Linked DNA regions of Sus scrofa: regions 1, 2, 4 and 5 are each linked to region 3. The links are chromatin contacts, called in public HiChIP or PLAC-seq and promoter capture Hi-C maps. All regions are on one chromosome and are shown on one strand. Each heading gives the region's core, a stretch centred on a gene start, on an enhancer-like site or on the middle of the called end of the contact. The rest is flanking DNA. Distances are from core to core; before and after follow the strand shown. Region 1 holds the start of RETREG3 (protein FAM134C). Region 2 holds the start of EZH1 (enhancer of zeste 1 polycomb repressive complex 2 subunit). Region 3 holds the start of BRCA1 (breast cancer type 1 susceptibility protein). Region 4 holds the start of CNTD1 (cyclin N-terminal domain-containing protein 1). Region 5 holds the start of MLX (max-like protein X).

What was found. Promoter capture Hi-C pulls out the DNA fragments that hold promoters and counts their contacts. HiChIP or PLAC-seq counts read pairs in DNA pulled down with a chosen protein or histone mark.
Region 1: a contact with region 3 is called in a promoter capture Hi-C map of liver, with 3 times the contacts expected there. The contact joins the promoter of RETREG3 here to the promoter of BRCA1 in region 3. A contact is called at or near these places in 1 of 5 promoter capture datasets (liver) and 1 of 47 Hi-C or Micro-C datasets (embryonic fibroblasts).
Region 2: a contact with region 3 is called in a promoter capture Hi-C map of liver, with 2.0 times the contacts expected there. The contact joins the promoter of EZH1 here to the promoter of BRCA1 in region 3. A contact is called at or near these places in 1 of 5 promoter capture datasets (liver), 1 of 47 Hi-C or Micro-C datasets (liver) and 1 of 2 datasets of contacts at active chromatin or transcription factors (alveolar macrophages).
Region 4: an H3K27ac HiChIP or PLAC-seq map of alveolar macrophages shows a contact between it and region 3. The contact joins the promoter of CNTD1 here to the promoter of BRCA1 in region 3. A contact is called at or near these places in 1 of 5 promoter capture datasets (liver) and 1 of 2 datasets of contacts at active chromatin or transcription factors (alveolar macrophages).
Region 5: a contact with region 3 is called in an H3K27ac HiChIP or PLAC-seq map of alveolar macrophages. The contact joins the promoter of MLX here to the promoter of BRCA1 in region 3. A contact is called at or near these places in 2 of 5 promoter capture datasets (fetal liver and liver) and 1 of 2 datasets of contacts at active chromatin or transcription factors (alveolar macrophages).

What each region holds. Positions count from the first base shown.
Region 1 is chr12:20,219,620-20,222,319 of Sscrofa11.1, forward strand. It overlaps RETREG3 (protein FAM134C), which reads left to right and starts at 1,374. Exons shown (of 9, transcript XM_003131384.4): 1 at 1,374-1,723. The coding sequence starts at 1,485.
Region 2 is chr12:20,106,395-20,109,094 of Sscrofa11.1, forward strand. EZH1 (enhancer of zeste 1 polycomb repressive complex 2 subunit) reads left to right here and starts at 1,350. Exons shown (of 22, transcript NM_001243206.1): 1 at 1,350-1,364. LOC106505425 (a long non-coding RNA gene) reads right to left here and starts at 1,660. Exons shown (of 2, transcript XR_002337104.1): 1 at 1,502-1,660.
Region 3 is chr12:19,786,759-19,789,458 of Sscrofa11.1, forward strand. It overlaps BRCA1 (breast cancer type 1 susceptibility protein), which reads left to right and starts at 1,329. Exons shown (of 24, transcript XM_021066931.1): 1 at 1,329-2,511. NBR1 (next to BRCA1 gene 1 protein) reads right to left here and starts at 2,256. Exons shown (of 21, transcript XM_005656955.3): 1 at 1,328-2,256.
Region 4 is chr12:20,061,318-20,064,064 of Sscrofa11.1, forward strand. CNTD1 (cyclin N-terminal domain-containing protein 1) reads right to left here and starts at 1,437. Exons shown (of 4, transcript XM_021066977.1): 1 at 1,024-1,437. The coding sequence starts at 1,192. LOC100518575 (cytochrome c oxidase assembly factor 3 homolog, mitochondrial) reads left to right here and starts at 1,514. Exons shown (of 2, transcript XM_003131381.4): 1 at 1,514-1,791; 2 at 2,131-2,667. The coding sequence starts at 1,578. The coding sequence ends at 2,237.
Region 5 is chr12:20,256,236-20,258,935 of Sscrofa11.1, forward strand. It overlaps MLX (max-like protein X), which reads right to left and starts at 1,308. Exons shown (of 8, transcript XM_003131386.4): 1 at 1,182-1,308; 2 at 757-793; 3 at 171-260. The coding sequence starts at 1,223. COASY (Coenzyme A synthase) reads right to left here. Exons shown (of 10, transcript NM_213789.1): 9 at 2,610-2,700; 10 at 2,143-2,508. The coding sequence ends at 2,449.

The sequences.
Region 1 (2,700 bases), core at 124-2,623, 430 kb after region 3:
CGGGAACTCCTTTTTTTTTTTTTTTTTTTTTTTTTTTTGTCTTTTTGTCTTTTTTTTTTTTGTTGTTGTTGTTGTTACTATTTCTTGGGCAGTCTCTTAATATTACATAGATGGCTTAGAAAAAAGAATTTTTCTTAGCTCATGTCTCTCTCTTTCTACACTCTTACATCCTCCATCTGGCTTCATCTCTCTCTAGGAAATCATAAAAATGGGGTTCTTCTGCCAGGGAGTAACAGCAAATGACCTGGGAGAATCCGCTGGCCCAGTTGTTGCCAGCTCCTCCTCCATGCTCCGACAGGTAGATGTTCTCTGGGTTGTAGAGCTTGGCATAGGGGGAATTGAGGATGGAGTGGATCACCCGCGGCTCCAGGTCCAGCAGCACCGCCCTGGGGATGTAGTGCTCATCATCCGCCTGTCAAGGGGAGTCCAGGAGGGGGCACAGTCAGCTCGGCCCGCCCAGTCTTCCAGTCCTCCCAACTCTGGCTCCTGCTCGCCCTCCCTCCTCAAGCCAGCCGCCCTGGCCACTCTGTTCAACGGGTTTCCTAGTACCAAGCCACTGCCCTTCCCTTCGGGCCCCCTGGGCCACTGCCAGCCCTGGTCAAGTTGCTGGGGGCACCTGGTAGAAGAAGACGTCCTTGCGGTCAGTGCCCTCGGTGGCGAACTCCTCCACGATGCCCTCGGGGCTGATGCCATGCTCGGCGCACAGTTGTTTCCAGAACTCGAACCCAACTGGGGGTGGGGGCATAGGCAGGCGGGGGAGAAAGAGGATATCTGGTTCTGGGCAGGTTCCAACGAGAAGCTGGGGGCCTGAGCGCCTGGGACCAGGGATAGGAGGTCAATCCTCGGGGGTATCCCGTGTCAGAGGACAGGGCTATATGTCAGGGACCCCGCAGGGGAGGGCCTTTCGGGGTTGGGCAACTGGGCACTGGGTCAGGCATGTCCCGCCTTCGGAGAACTACGATTCTGGGAAGGGCAGATGGAGTCCAGGATCTCAGAGCGAGATACCATAGAGAATAAAAAACCTGGCTAGTGGAAGGACCGGAAGTTCGCTCACTCTGATTGCCGCACTGGCCCAACTGTAGGGTGATGATCTCCCTCGGCATCGCTCCTCAGGCGCGGGCCTTGCAGCAGCTCCCGCCAGCAAAGCCGCCACTCGCTAGCCCGCTAGCAGCACGACGCAGGCGCCAAAACAACCTGCTCCGCCCACGAACTCTCTCGGTTCCAATGAGAAGTGAGTTCTGGTGATGGCACTTCCTTATTCATTCGGCCTCAGTCTTGCAGATTGCGCGTGCGCGGCTCCGGATTGGTGCACTCGGGACGTACTTTGACGCAGTTTGCTTCCCACTGGGTGGACGCGAGCTAGAGCCTAGGCGCAGGCGCAGTGTTGAGGGAAGCGGCCTCCCCAGCCGAATCGCGCACCTGCGCAGTCGGCGTTATTGTGACTGTCGGGCCGTGGCCCCGGATGTTGTGGCTGCCGGGGGGAGATGGCGGAGGCAGAGGGGGTAGTTGTGGCCCCAGGCCCTGCTTCGGGGCAGAGTTCCAGAGGCCGCCGCACTATGTCGGGCTCCTGCGAGCGGGACCAGCAGGTTGAGGCGGCGCAGCGGGCCCTGGTGGAGGTGCTGGGGCCTTACGAGCCTCTGCTGAACCGGGTGCAGGCAGCCCTGGTGTGGGAGCGGCCAGCCAGGAGCGCCCTGTGGTGCCTGGGGCTGAACGCGGCTTTCTGGTGAGAGAACTGGATCCTCGGAAACCCTTCGAGGCGCGAAATCATCAGGTTTCTCTAGGGCTTTATCTCTCACCTCTCCTGTTTCTTCGCTGCACTGACTCCTTCCTGTACCTGCCTGATTTCTGCCTCAACTCCTTCCACTCCGTCCCGCGTGCGGCTTTGGCACCGCAGTTCTCCCCAGAGCCTTCCAGTGACCAGGAGCTTCTAGTAACCTCTTGAGCCGCTCGCAGTGAGTGAGGGCGCCTCGTTTTAGCCAGGGGAAAACTGTGTTCCTTTAAGGCCATCATTTCTCTTCTCTTGTTTGCTCAAAGGTGCTTTGAAGATTGTCTCCAGAGATTTTAGTAGTTATTATTTGGATAGATGTGTGAGGCGTGAGATCTTCAGCGTGAGATCTTCAGAAGGTATGCATAGGTGTGATGCGAAAACAAGTTTGAGCAATCTGAATTAGCATGTTAGACACCCTTTCTCTCACTCGGGGAAGTTTGTGAAGCCTGAGCGTCAGTAAGAGCCTCCATAGCTGCAACGTGAGAGAGAATTATGAGCCTTTAAAGAACAGTTATAGAAATAATGATTGTGAGATTTCACTCATTTCAAAGCCACTTATGATGGCCACTCCTCCCTGTTCCGAGGAATTAGAGAGGCATCCTTAGCCACAGTATATAGGCAGGGAAATTGAGGGTGTCTAAGAGTGTATGTGAGTTTTCCTGAGCTGGAAAAGTGGGGATGTAAATATGCTTTAAGAATCTGTATGTGTCATGCTCAGTGAAAATGGAACTGCTGCTTCTCTGAATTGTCATCACCTAAAATGGACTTTGATCTTCATAGGGTCTGCCAAGCATATTTTGGATTTATCCATAACTAGGGAAGTATTATTGATCAAATTCCAAGGAAACTGCAGTGGAGGGGGGCTTCTACAGCTGAATGAAATAGAGCTGTTCTGGATGAGCGTGAAACAGTAAAGTGTGTATTTCCAAATT
Region 2 (2,700 bases), core at 100-2,599, 320 kb after region 3:
GGGTTGAATCAGAGCTGTAGCCACCTGACTACACCACAGCCACAGCAGCGTGCGATCCAAGCCATGTCTTCAATCTACAGCACAGCTCTCAGCAATACCAGATCCTTAACCCACTGAGCAAGGCCAGGGATGGAACCTGCGTCCTCATGGATACTAATCAGATTTATTTCCGCTGAGCCATGACAGGAACCAGACTTTTAATTTCATCAATTATCCTACTGGTGTCCAATCCAAGATCACACATTACATTTAGTTGTCACATCTTCCAATCTGGGACAACTCCTCACCCCTTGCCTTTTACAACCTTGACTTTTTTTTTTTTTTTTTTTTTTTTTTTGGTCTCTTTGCCTTTTCTAGGGCCCCTCCTGCTGCATATGGAGGTTCCCAGGCTAGGGGTCCAATCGGAGCTGTAGCCGCCGGCCTATGCCAGAGCCACAGCAACGCCAGATCCGAGCCACATCTGTGACCTACACCACAGCTCACAGCAACGCCGGATCATTAACCCACTGAGCAAGGCCAGGGATTGAACCCGCAACCTCATGGTTCCTAGTCGGATTCATTAACCACTGAGCCACGACGGGAACTCCTAACCTTGACATTTTTGAAGATACCAGCCAGTTATTGCATAGATTCCCCCTTATTTTGGATTTGTCTGATGCTTCCTCATACCTTAATTCAGCTTGTCTATTTTTTCAAGAATACTACGAAGTGAGTCTGTGCCCTTATCATTGCATCATATTGATATCTCTCAGCACTAGTTAACTTTGATCACTTGGTTAAGGTGCTGTTTACTAGATTTCTGTCCTATGAAGTTACTCTTTTTCCTTTTGTAACTTACAGGTATCTTGTGAGAATTCAAGGCAGTTACTAAATAACTGGGAAATTTATTGACAGAAATAGGGAAGTCAGGCTCAAATGAGGCAAGAATAACTTAAAGCCCATAGACAGGTGTTTGGGGGTATTTGCAGATGTGAAAGATTCCTAAAAAGGGGTTTCAGGTTGGTTTCAAACGCTTAAGTGAGAAGTGGCTTGTCACCAGCGTGTGGGGATGGTGCAACCGCTGGATAAGGTCTTCAACATATTAGTGGCTCCAGGAGGTTTCCCAAGAGCCCTTCCTGTCCCCGGACAGCGCCGCCATGGAAACCGTCGGACTCGGGTTACACCACTTCTGACTCCGGAGTTGGGCGTATGGGCGCCAAGCCCCAGATGTGCGAAGAAGGAAGCCCAGGCGGCTGCACCAGCCGGGGCGCGGGCGGCGCAGTGCGCAAGCGCCGGGAGGAGGCGCGGGGCGGGGCTGCGCCACGGGGGCGGGGCCGCGGCGCGCAGGCGTCCTAGCGGCCGATCCCTGCGGCTCGGGATGGAGGGTGAGTGAGTAAACAAGCCCGGGCCGGGCTGTGGGGCCGGGCTGTGGGGCCGGGCCTCCGCACCTTGCCACCCGGGGCCTGAGGGAAGGAGGGTCGAAGGGGTCAGAGAACTGGGAGGAAGCGGAGGGGCACATTACCCATCTGGCCGGGGTTAGCGGGGCGCCCACTCCTGGTTCCGAGGGCTGAGGGAACGGGGTCGACGGGGCGACAGAGTCCCGGGCGAGGACCGTGTCTGCTGCGGGGAGCGCAGTGTGTCCCGGAGGAGGAGCGGCGGGGGCGGGCATCGGGACGGGGAATCCCGTTGGAGGGCGGGGTGGGTCGGGAGGGCGGGAGCCCCAACGGAGGGAGGGCGCGGGTGGGCGGTGGCATCTGCTGGGGGCCTTTGGCGAGGTGGACTCCGAGGGTGCTGGGGCAGTGCACGGGGAGGACCGGACACCGGGGAGGCTCAGCTTCCGATGACTTTGGGGGGTGTTGAGGAAGCGGTGGTAGTAAAAACAGGGCCGGGACTAGGGTGCGGTGAGTGGGACTCCTAAAGCTCAAAATGGAAAGGGGCGCTCGCACTCGGGGTCGAGCAGGTGCCGTGTGGCTCCTTCAGATTTGCGCGCTCGGCGCCCAGCTCGCCTCCCCAAGCCCCAGCCCTGAGTAAGAGGGTTCTCTCCCAATTTGGTCTCGCGCCAGTCCCTGCCTACCCCAGAATTCTCTTGGGGATCAAAGGGAGAGCGCCTTGAAGCAAAGGCAGGGTGGTGCATTTGGGACCTGCCTGTTAGGAAATGTGGGACAAACTTATTTCGGTAAATAGGGACTACTGAGAAATTGTTTCGGGGACGGGGAGGGGAAGGAATGTGGAAGGATGTTCGTGCCGCGCATGGAAATATTGAGAGTGGGCTTTTTGTGGATGAAGTACGGGATTGTAGTAAATGGAGTAGCCTAGGTGTCCAGTCTAGGGCTTAAGAGGGGTAGGGATGGGGAGCCGAGAGCCGAGGTAGACAAGAGCCCAGGACAACTGAGTGCGTGTGAGGATGGCGTTGAAATGTGGGTCTCTTCCGCATTTGCTGCCATCATGCCTTTAAAGAGAAAAATCCCCCACCCGGGCTTTTAAGTTTAAGAAACCGGCATTGAATGAAGTTTCCAACTTGAGAAGGTGCTAATTCTATCAGAGGTTTCCGCGAGAGCTTGTCTGTATTGAGCCTTGGAATCCCCAGAGCCGGGATGGTGTGGCATTGATAAAAGAGATTACTTAATTGCCAGGAGTTCCCGTCGTGGCGCAGCGGAAACGAATCTCACTAACATCCATGAGGATGCATGTTGGATCCCTGGCCTCGCTCAGTGGGTTAAG
Region 3 (2,700 bases), core at 79-2,578:
TAAAAATGACCTTGAACTCTCTGATGGATCAGAGTTTTTTTTTAAATCCAAAGACAATCTCCCCCAACCTTTTCTATTCTTTATCTCTACCTAGAGCCAAGTTCACCAACAAAATAGTTTCTAGCACCAATCCTGTTGACATATAGTATTTCATTCATATAAAATGCAATTCTTGGGGTCCTTAAGATTTGGACAGAATTCCTGCCAAGTCCCCAGAATCTTCAGCAAAAAATCAGAGCGATTAAGTGACTGATTCATTCCACCAAAAGTGAATATCCTAAAACACATTCTCACTTTTCAACTTATGAAAAACTCACTCTCACACTTTTGAGAATCCAGAAGGAAACATATTCTTCCCCTTTTCTCAAATTACACAATTGGAAATTAGTTTAGATACTTTGGTGCTCATCCAGCTGGTTGGCGGGGGATGAGGAGAAAACAGGAAGTGGGAGATTCTAGTTTAGCTGGACCACATCCAGGTCTTCATAAAGAGCTGCCTATTTTTGTTTCGCCTTGTATGTGAAAATGCTTTCAGCAAGAGCACTAATCTTGAACTTGTGGAAATATCTAGGCTATGGTTAACACCATCTGTCTCTGTAGTAGGTAAAGTCAGGTAGCTGGGGCTCAGGCCTTCAGCTTTCATTAACTGGAATTATTTCAAGTTCATGCTATTGGCTCACCTTTGCCTGGCACAAAGCTTTTCCTGTCGATTTTTCTGGGATATCAAAAATCTCTTTAATAAGGCTGACCTGGGAAGCTGAGCTTTGATTACTGTCTCCAAATGAGGCCTGTACAAGCTATCCTAGTTAAAACGTGTCACCTGAAAACTGCATGTTCAATAAAAAGATAAAACGGTGCCTTTCCACCGGAGGTCCCTGACCAAGGAGACTTCTTTATGAGTTTCCCCAAAAGTGGGGTGAGGAGGAATGAAGAGACTGTGTGGGTAGTGTCATTTTTTTTTTTTTCCTTGCAGACTTCCTCCTAGTGGTCCAGTTATCATTTCCTATCACTCCATGTCCCCCAGGCAGTGTCACCACCCCCTAAGGACTCTCTTTCCTTTTCTTTGCTTAGGCCTTCTTTGTGCTGGGGAGTCTTGGCGTCCTCCAGCAGAACCCAGGCGTTCTGAACCATGGACCCTTCAACCCTCCGGTGGTATCCGCCTCCTCGGCCCCCTCAAACGGCTCTCCCATCCGGTCACTGAAAAGATCAGCTGCCCCAGACATGGAAAAAGTCGCCCCTCTTCTTTGCAGGACTCCCTCCTTGAACTTCCCCAAGCACCCTCAGGGCGACGTGACACCACCCTAGGCAACCGCAGCTTCTTCCTTACCAGCTTTCCGCCCCCGGGGGGCGCCTGCCGGAGACCAGCGTAGGGACAGTTCACTGCCAGCTCTGCTGCTATCCCTACGGGATAAATCTAACATGGCGGAGAGAGACAGGGCCTAGTCCCCTGTTGCTCTGAGTGTCCAACAAGATGATTGGTTCTTGCCATTTGTCCCTCAAAACCACCACCCGATTGATTGGTCGAAGATGCGCTGGCGGGGGCGGGGCAGGAGCGCCCTGATCCTCACAACAATAACAAACACTGGGGCAAAGGGGCGGAACTACCAGTGCGCAGCCGTGGGCCGGAGCCTGGACACTGGCGGATTTCCTTTTCCCAGGTAAAAGCTGCGCCCGAAGTGTTCCCTTAGGTCACCGACCTTATAAGATGACTTGCTGGAGACTCGCGGGGCTGGATGGGAATTGTAGTCTTCCTAGGACTTGTAGGTTCTTTAGCCTATTCTCCGCTCTCAAGATAGCAAAACACAACGTTCCAATCCATATCTGTTGAGTGCATAAGCGCAGCAGAGCTCTTCAATTTATCAACTGGGTTGTCGTCAGAAGCCTGCCCGCTTCCTCTGTCGGAAGCTCCTCTCCTTAAGACTACAGTTTCCTAGGAACTCTGTGGCCAAGACCTTTCGATGCGCAATGCATGCTGGAAATGGTAGTTTTTTCCCTCCACAATTATTTACCTAAACTGGAGACGTCCATTGTGGAGGAAAGAGTGAGGGTACCGGCCTCTTCCTGTGACTGTTTTAAGCACTTACTCTCGCTTGTTTTCCATACTCACGCAGTGGTTCCGACTCTAGTACAGCAATCATTGTGACGTAATAAGTCGCAACTCCAAGCCTAGAGGTGAGGGGGTGGACGCCTACTGGAAAACTCCGGGAGAATTCGTTGTCTTCCGTCCCTTTCTAATTACGCAACGCGGGGAAAGAATGGATGACCAATCGGGAGCCCCGAGGGACTCGGCTCTTTCAGCTCCGCCCTTCCGTAACCTGTTTAGTTCTCGCATTCTGAAAGGCTCACGCTCCGCGATGGCGTTTCCGTGGCAACAGGAAAGCGCGGGAATTACAGATTAATTGAAACTGCGACTGCGCGGCTTGTGTTTTCAAGACCGAGGACGGTCGGGGGGCTTTTCAGAGAATTGGGCCTCTAGGCCCGGGAATCCCGGGCGCTTTGCCCTGAGTAAAGGTGAGAGAGCCCTGGGGAAGGGAGAGGAGTTTCTGGGGACAGGCGAATAAACAGGTATGGAGAGAGCTGCCGAGCAAGATGGGTGTTATCTGGCAAGGGGCAGGCGGAAGATGGAATCTGAGAAGCCTAAAACGTTGAGTCTGGGGAAATGAAGAGGAGGGGGGAACTTTGTGGGTCGCAGGATCGGGG
Region 4 (2,747 bases), core at 187-2,686, 270 kb after region 3:
TGTATGTGCGTGTTTCTCTTAATGGCACCACTATATTTCTAGGCTCAATCTTTTGGCATAGTAATATTGGCTGTCTTCACTTCTGAAATTCATCCAGTGCAGGACCCTGATTTTACCTCTGAAATATTTTTAGTCTACCTTCCCTTGTCATTTTCTCTGCCCTGTCACAAAAACTACTGACAAAGACTCCACTCCACTTTTCCTACCTCCCATCTCTCCCTACTCCAATCCATCCTTTACATCACAGCCAAAATAATTTTTTCTAAGGGAAAGTTTACAGTTATATCACTCTCCTATAAAAAGACCTTCAATGTCTTCTTGTTTTCCTAATAAGTCAGGTATAAACTCCTCACCTTGGCATTTAAAGTTCCACATGGAATGTTTCCAAACCACTTTTCTGGTCTGAATTTCACCTACTCTTCCACATGCTCTAGCCAACCTGGATAACATGATATCTGCATTCATCCAAAGTGTCCCTGTTTCCATAGCTTGATTCGTATTACCCCGTTAGTAGAAACACAGTCCCTCTCCACCACCTTCGCCAAACAAAATGGATTCCTTCCTTCAAGATCTACTTCAAATGCCACGATGCCTGAAGGACTCCTTTAATTCCTCCTACCCCCACCTCACTCCATCACTCCCTATAAAAGCTAGCTTTATGTGGTATGTCGCTTATCTAACCATACTTGTACCTAGTCAATTGCAGATTTGTCCTACTGTCCTCTAAAGATTACATACATGGTTTGAAAGCAGGGACTAGATCTTTCATCTTTCTATCCCAGGAGGCAGAGAGAATAAGTACTCTATACGTGTTGAAACCAAAGGTAGGGTGCTGGTGAGTCTTGTTCATCACTGTTACCCCAACCACCTGGCATATAGCAGTTGCATTTTAGTAGGTGCCAAAACCAAAACCAAAACCTTATTTGAATGAATAAAGTAGACTAGACTGAATCTCAAGGTCGGTGCCTCAAAGACTGGTGCCCCAGTTACCCATAAACCCAGCTCCCCGGGCTGAGTCCCCACCCACGATCCGGGTCTCCCTGAAGCTGCCCATCCGGCCCGTGGCCTCCTGAACGGCTTGCTCATTCTGCTGGGCCAAGTGGAGCAGAGTGTCTTCGATCGTCTCTGTGGCAACAGCTCCAAACTGAAAGTCACTGAGAGAGGCCAATCTTGGCCTTACAGGTCGGTCCATTTTCAGAACCCTGTTCGGGCACCTGAACGCTCACTGGATCCGTAAACCGACGCCCTTAGCTTCTCTGTAGACTCTTCTGCCGCATCCTGGTTAATTCGTCCCTTTCTGCGCGCTTGTCCTCCCCTCAAGTCTGAGGAAAACCCTGTTCATACCACAGCCTCAAGCTTTCCACAGCCTTTTCTCGCCCCAACGGCCGCGAACCCCTCAGCCAATCGGAAATCACAGTCTCTTCCCGCCTGCCCCGCCCTCCCCCTACTTCCAGGAGCCACACTCCCTTCTCGAAAGGAAATGCGCACTACATCTCCCAGCGCCCCCTGCGGCGGCCGAGGACGGCGATTCCCAGCAAGCACCGCGCCCCGGGAATTGTGAAGGGCGGAGCGGTAACATGGCGGCGCCGGGAGCTGGCAATCCTGTGGATTCTAAGAGTGGAAAGGCCCCCGTGGCTCAGCGCATCGACCCGACTCGGGAGAAACTGACTCCTGAGCAGCTGCAATTCATGCGGCAGGTGCAGCTCGCCCAGTGGCAGAAGACGCTGCCACAGCGGCGGACCCGGAACATCGTGACCGGCCTGGGCATCGGGGCGCTGGTGTTGGCAATTTGTATCCGTTTGGACTGTAGACTCAGGGAGACCGCATTTAGGGGAACAGGAAGGGCAGCAGGGGCGTGTAGGAGGGCAGTGTGGGGGTGGTAGAAGGAGCCCGAGATATGAAAACCTTGGCTCCTTTTAACTCTGAATCAAGCGTTTGGTGTACCTTACGTTGTCATTTTAAAGGTAGTATTTTAGTATAATTGATTAATGATTACGGAGTCGGGTGAGGGCTCCCAGGAGCAGACGGCAGAAGATCGAATTTGGGAGGATGATCAGCAGCGGTGGTTGAGCAAGTGTGGGAAAAGGGAATGCGCACATTCCACGTGGTTTCCTGAACCCACCTCCCCAGATGGTTACACCTTCTACTCGGTGTCCCAGGAGCGTTTCTTGGATGAGCTGGAGGATGAGGCCAAAGCTGCTCGAGCCCGAGCTCTGGAAAGGGCATCAGGACACTGATCCACATGGGCATGGTGCATCTCCAACCTGCTGGAGCCCCTTCACACGATGACTGATGCCCCGTGACTCGGTAGAAGTTGAAGCCTGCTCACAGCGTTGCTGGCCTTCTTACCAGTTTTGAACGATGGTAGAGCCCAAGTAGCCAGGGATTGTGCATTTGGCCATTGTCAAGGGAACGTGCCCACCTCCCAGTGTGTGTGGACACTGACTCCTAATTTGTTTCCTTGTTTGAGGTGTCCGACCTTGACTTTGACTTTTCCCAGTCTTTCTCACTTTGTTGTTTAACCCCTTCTCCTCCCAGGTGCTGGCAGGGAGGTCAGAGTAGAAGAGGTGGGCTCTTATGGGGGTGGGTGTGGCAGCTCTGCAATGTTGGAGCCTAAGGTGGAAGATGGGGTCAGGTTGAGAATAATAAACTGAGTCATCTCTCTGAGTCCAGTGAGTGTGTTGGAGCTGACACTCATGCTGGAAAGCTCTACAGGCAGTAACCACAGCAATGGCATTGCCCCAGGG
Region 5 (2,700 bases), core at 58-2,557, 470 kb after region 3:
GAAGAGGAATAGAAGAACCCGATATCCTAGATGAGGGGAAAGACGGTGAGACTCGGCCCCTACCGCTAGGGCTCCAGCGCCCCCATGTGGATGGCTGGAGCTGCCCTATCTAGGAAAGATACTCAAACGAGGCGCAGCTGGTTCTCCACGGTGGGGATGTTGCTGCCTACCTGTGTTGGGGACAGAAGAGGCACTGGTGGAACCGATGCTATTAGCTCTGGACACTACACTTCCCTTGCGAGTGCTTTCTACAAAAATCCCTGGAAAAAGAGAGGCCCCGATCACTAAGGAGTAGGGTGGAGAGGAGGGGCATTGCCAGGCCCTCAGACACCCGGTGGGCACAATGGCTTCCTAGGCTTTAAACGCTGACCTCTCCCCTTCAACCCCAAGGCCAGCCATACCGGGCCATCCACTTCCTGAAGTGCCCTGCTGCGATGCTCCCATTCCTAGTGTCTACACTGCTCCACAGGCCTGCAATGATACCTCCTGGCTCCCCAAGTGGCATCGGGGCGTGATGATGGTGAGTGACCAGCTGTCACTACTTCCATCACCTCCCTGCTCCAGGGCTGAGGGAACGAGGTGTCACCCTCGGATGCTTCCTGCCCCCGTCCTCCAGCTCCTCCCTCACTGCACAGACCCAGCTCAGGGACAGTGGACTGCGCTCAGGTGTGGCTGGTAAGGCCACGAGAATCTATAGGGCTGAAGGGGGAGTGTCCTCAGAGCCGAAGACGGGGGCGGGGGGGGGGAGGCACTCACCGGGGTCCAGGCTGTTGTCGCTGTAGGCATACTCCACCTGCGGCAGCAAGGGAGAAACCCGTCGGACTTCTGCCCCTGCGTCTGTGTACACGCCCGCACACACCTGGGGTGCGCGGGCAGCTGCAGGGTTCCCCCAGAGCCAAGAGCGGCTAGGCCGCGGGAGCACCACCCCTCGGCAGGACGCCGTCTGCTCACTCCACGCCCCCAGCCCTCCAGCCCCGTGCCCTCACACCCGCGCGCACACGCCTCAGGAGTCTTCCCACCTTGGCACACGCGGGGTGCGAGCTGTCTTCTCTGCAGCCCCGGGGCCCGGAGAGCGGGGGGAGCGCTAGGGACTGCAGGGAGTCCCCTCGTCTTCCGGACCCCCTACGTGCCCGAGCCCGCCCCGCCCTCCCCTCGCCGGCGTGCGCGCCCGCGGGGCTTGCCTTGACCCAGGGGTCCTCGGGAGAGGCGCCCGGCTCCGTCATCTCCGACCCACCGAACCGGAAACCTGCCCGCGGGGCGGGCCCCCGGCCGCGAGGAAGAGGCGAGGCGCACCGCGTGACTCTAGTCGGCCAACCCGCGGCCCGGAGGCGAGGGCCGGGCGGGGTCACCGCGCGTGCGCGGCCGGGAACCAACCCCTCCCCCCCGGGCTGCGCAGGGATGGGCCCCAGGCTGGCGCCGGGGTCCGACCCCGGCTCCTTGGGGCCGCGCTCCCTGCCCTCCCTCAGGCTAGCGTCCTAGCCGCCGCGACGTGAAGCACACTCGGTGATACGAGGTCCCTTAGACGTCTTGCCGTAGTGTCGCAGATAGTTGCGTGCGTGCGCACTGCCCGGCCCAGCCGGCAGTCCCCGACGGCCAGCGCTCTGGAGAGGGCCCTGCCTGGCTTGGTTTTTTTTGTTTTTCCTTTTTTTTTAGGGCCGCACCGGCGGCGTAAGGAGGTTCTCTGTGGAGGGGCCTAATAGGAGCTACAGCTGCCGGCCTACACCACAGCCACGCGGGATCTGGGCCGCATCTGCGACCTACACTACCAGTCACAGCAACGCATTGGCCAGGGATAGAACCCGAAACCTCATGGTTCCTAGTTGGATTCGTTTCAGCTGCTCCAGGAAAGGAACTCCCCGTGTGGCTTGTTGAAGGAAGCTTCTCCAACACCCAGTCTGGCTCTTTCAAAGAGCCTATTAGCCAGGTTATGCTACTTTGTAAGATCTGGAAACTGAGGTACCTAGAAAGTCCAGAACTCATCCGAAAGTACACAGCCAGTCAGAGAAAGTGCCAGAGCTGGCCTCAGACTGGCTGCTCTTAACCACCGTACTCCCGGTTCCAGCTCAGGCGTGGGGCTCAAGGGTCACAAAGCTACCCAGAGGCACTGGAGCAGGAAGCAGACACCTCACAGCACCTGGTAACATTCACCTTTAATTCTGTTACAAGTCCCAGTGTTGGCCTTGGCCCTGGCGTGCCATGGGTACCCAGACCTTTGGGCAAGCGTGGGAATGCAGTGCCGAGGACCAGCTCCCCCCATGAGCCGCACTCTCAGTGTTGGCCAAACACCAGCAAGCTGGTTAGGCTTCTTCAGTCGAGCAGGCCCATTTCTGCCCCACCCAGCTTAGCTGAGAGCCTTCTAGGCCCAAACTAGGGTGAGCTTCAAGGTCCTGACTCCTCCTCACTGCTGGATCTCCTCTAGTCACCCCTGGATCTCCTCTGACCCGTCAGTCATGGATCTGATGGAGCCTCAGAGATGCGCTTCTGCAGGAGGGCCCAGGCTTTCTCCACCTTTGGACAGGCCAGAATGTTCCAAAGAAAAGAGAACAGGATCAGAGAGGCATCCACCAGAGGCTCCTTCCCTACAACCCAGCCTTTCCTTGGGCACCAACCTGGCGCTGGGTGACATGTGGCTCCCACAAGGTGCTGAGCACCACGTGGCTCTGGTCCACAAGCTGCTGCCCACTCATCTGGCTCTGCAGC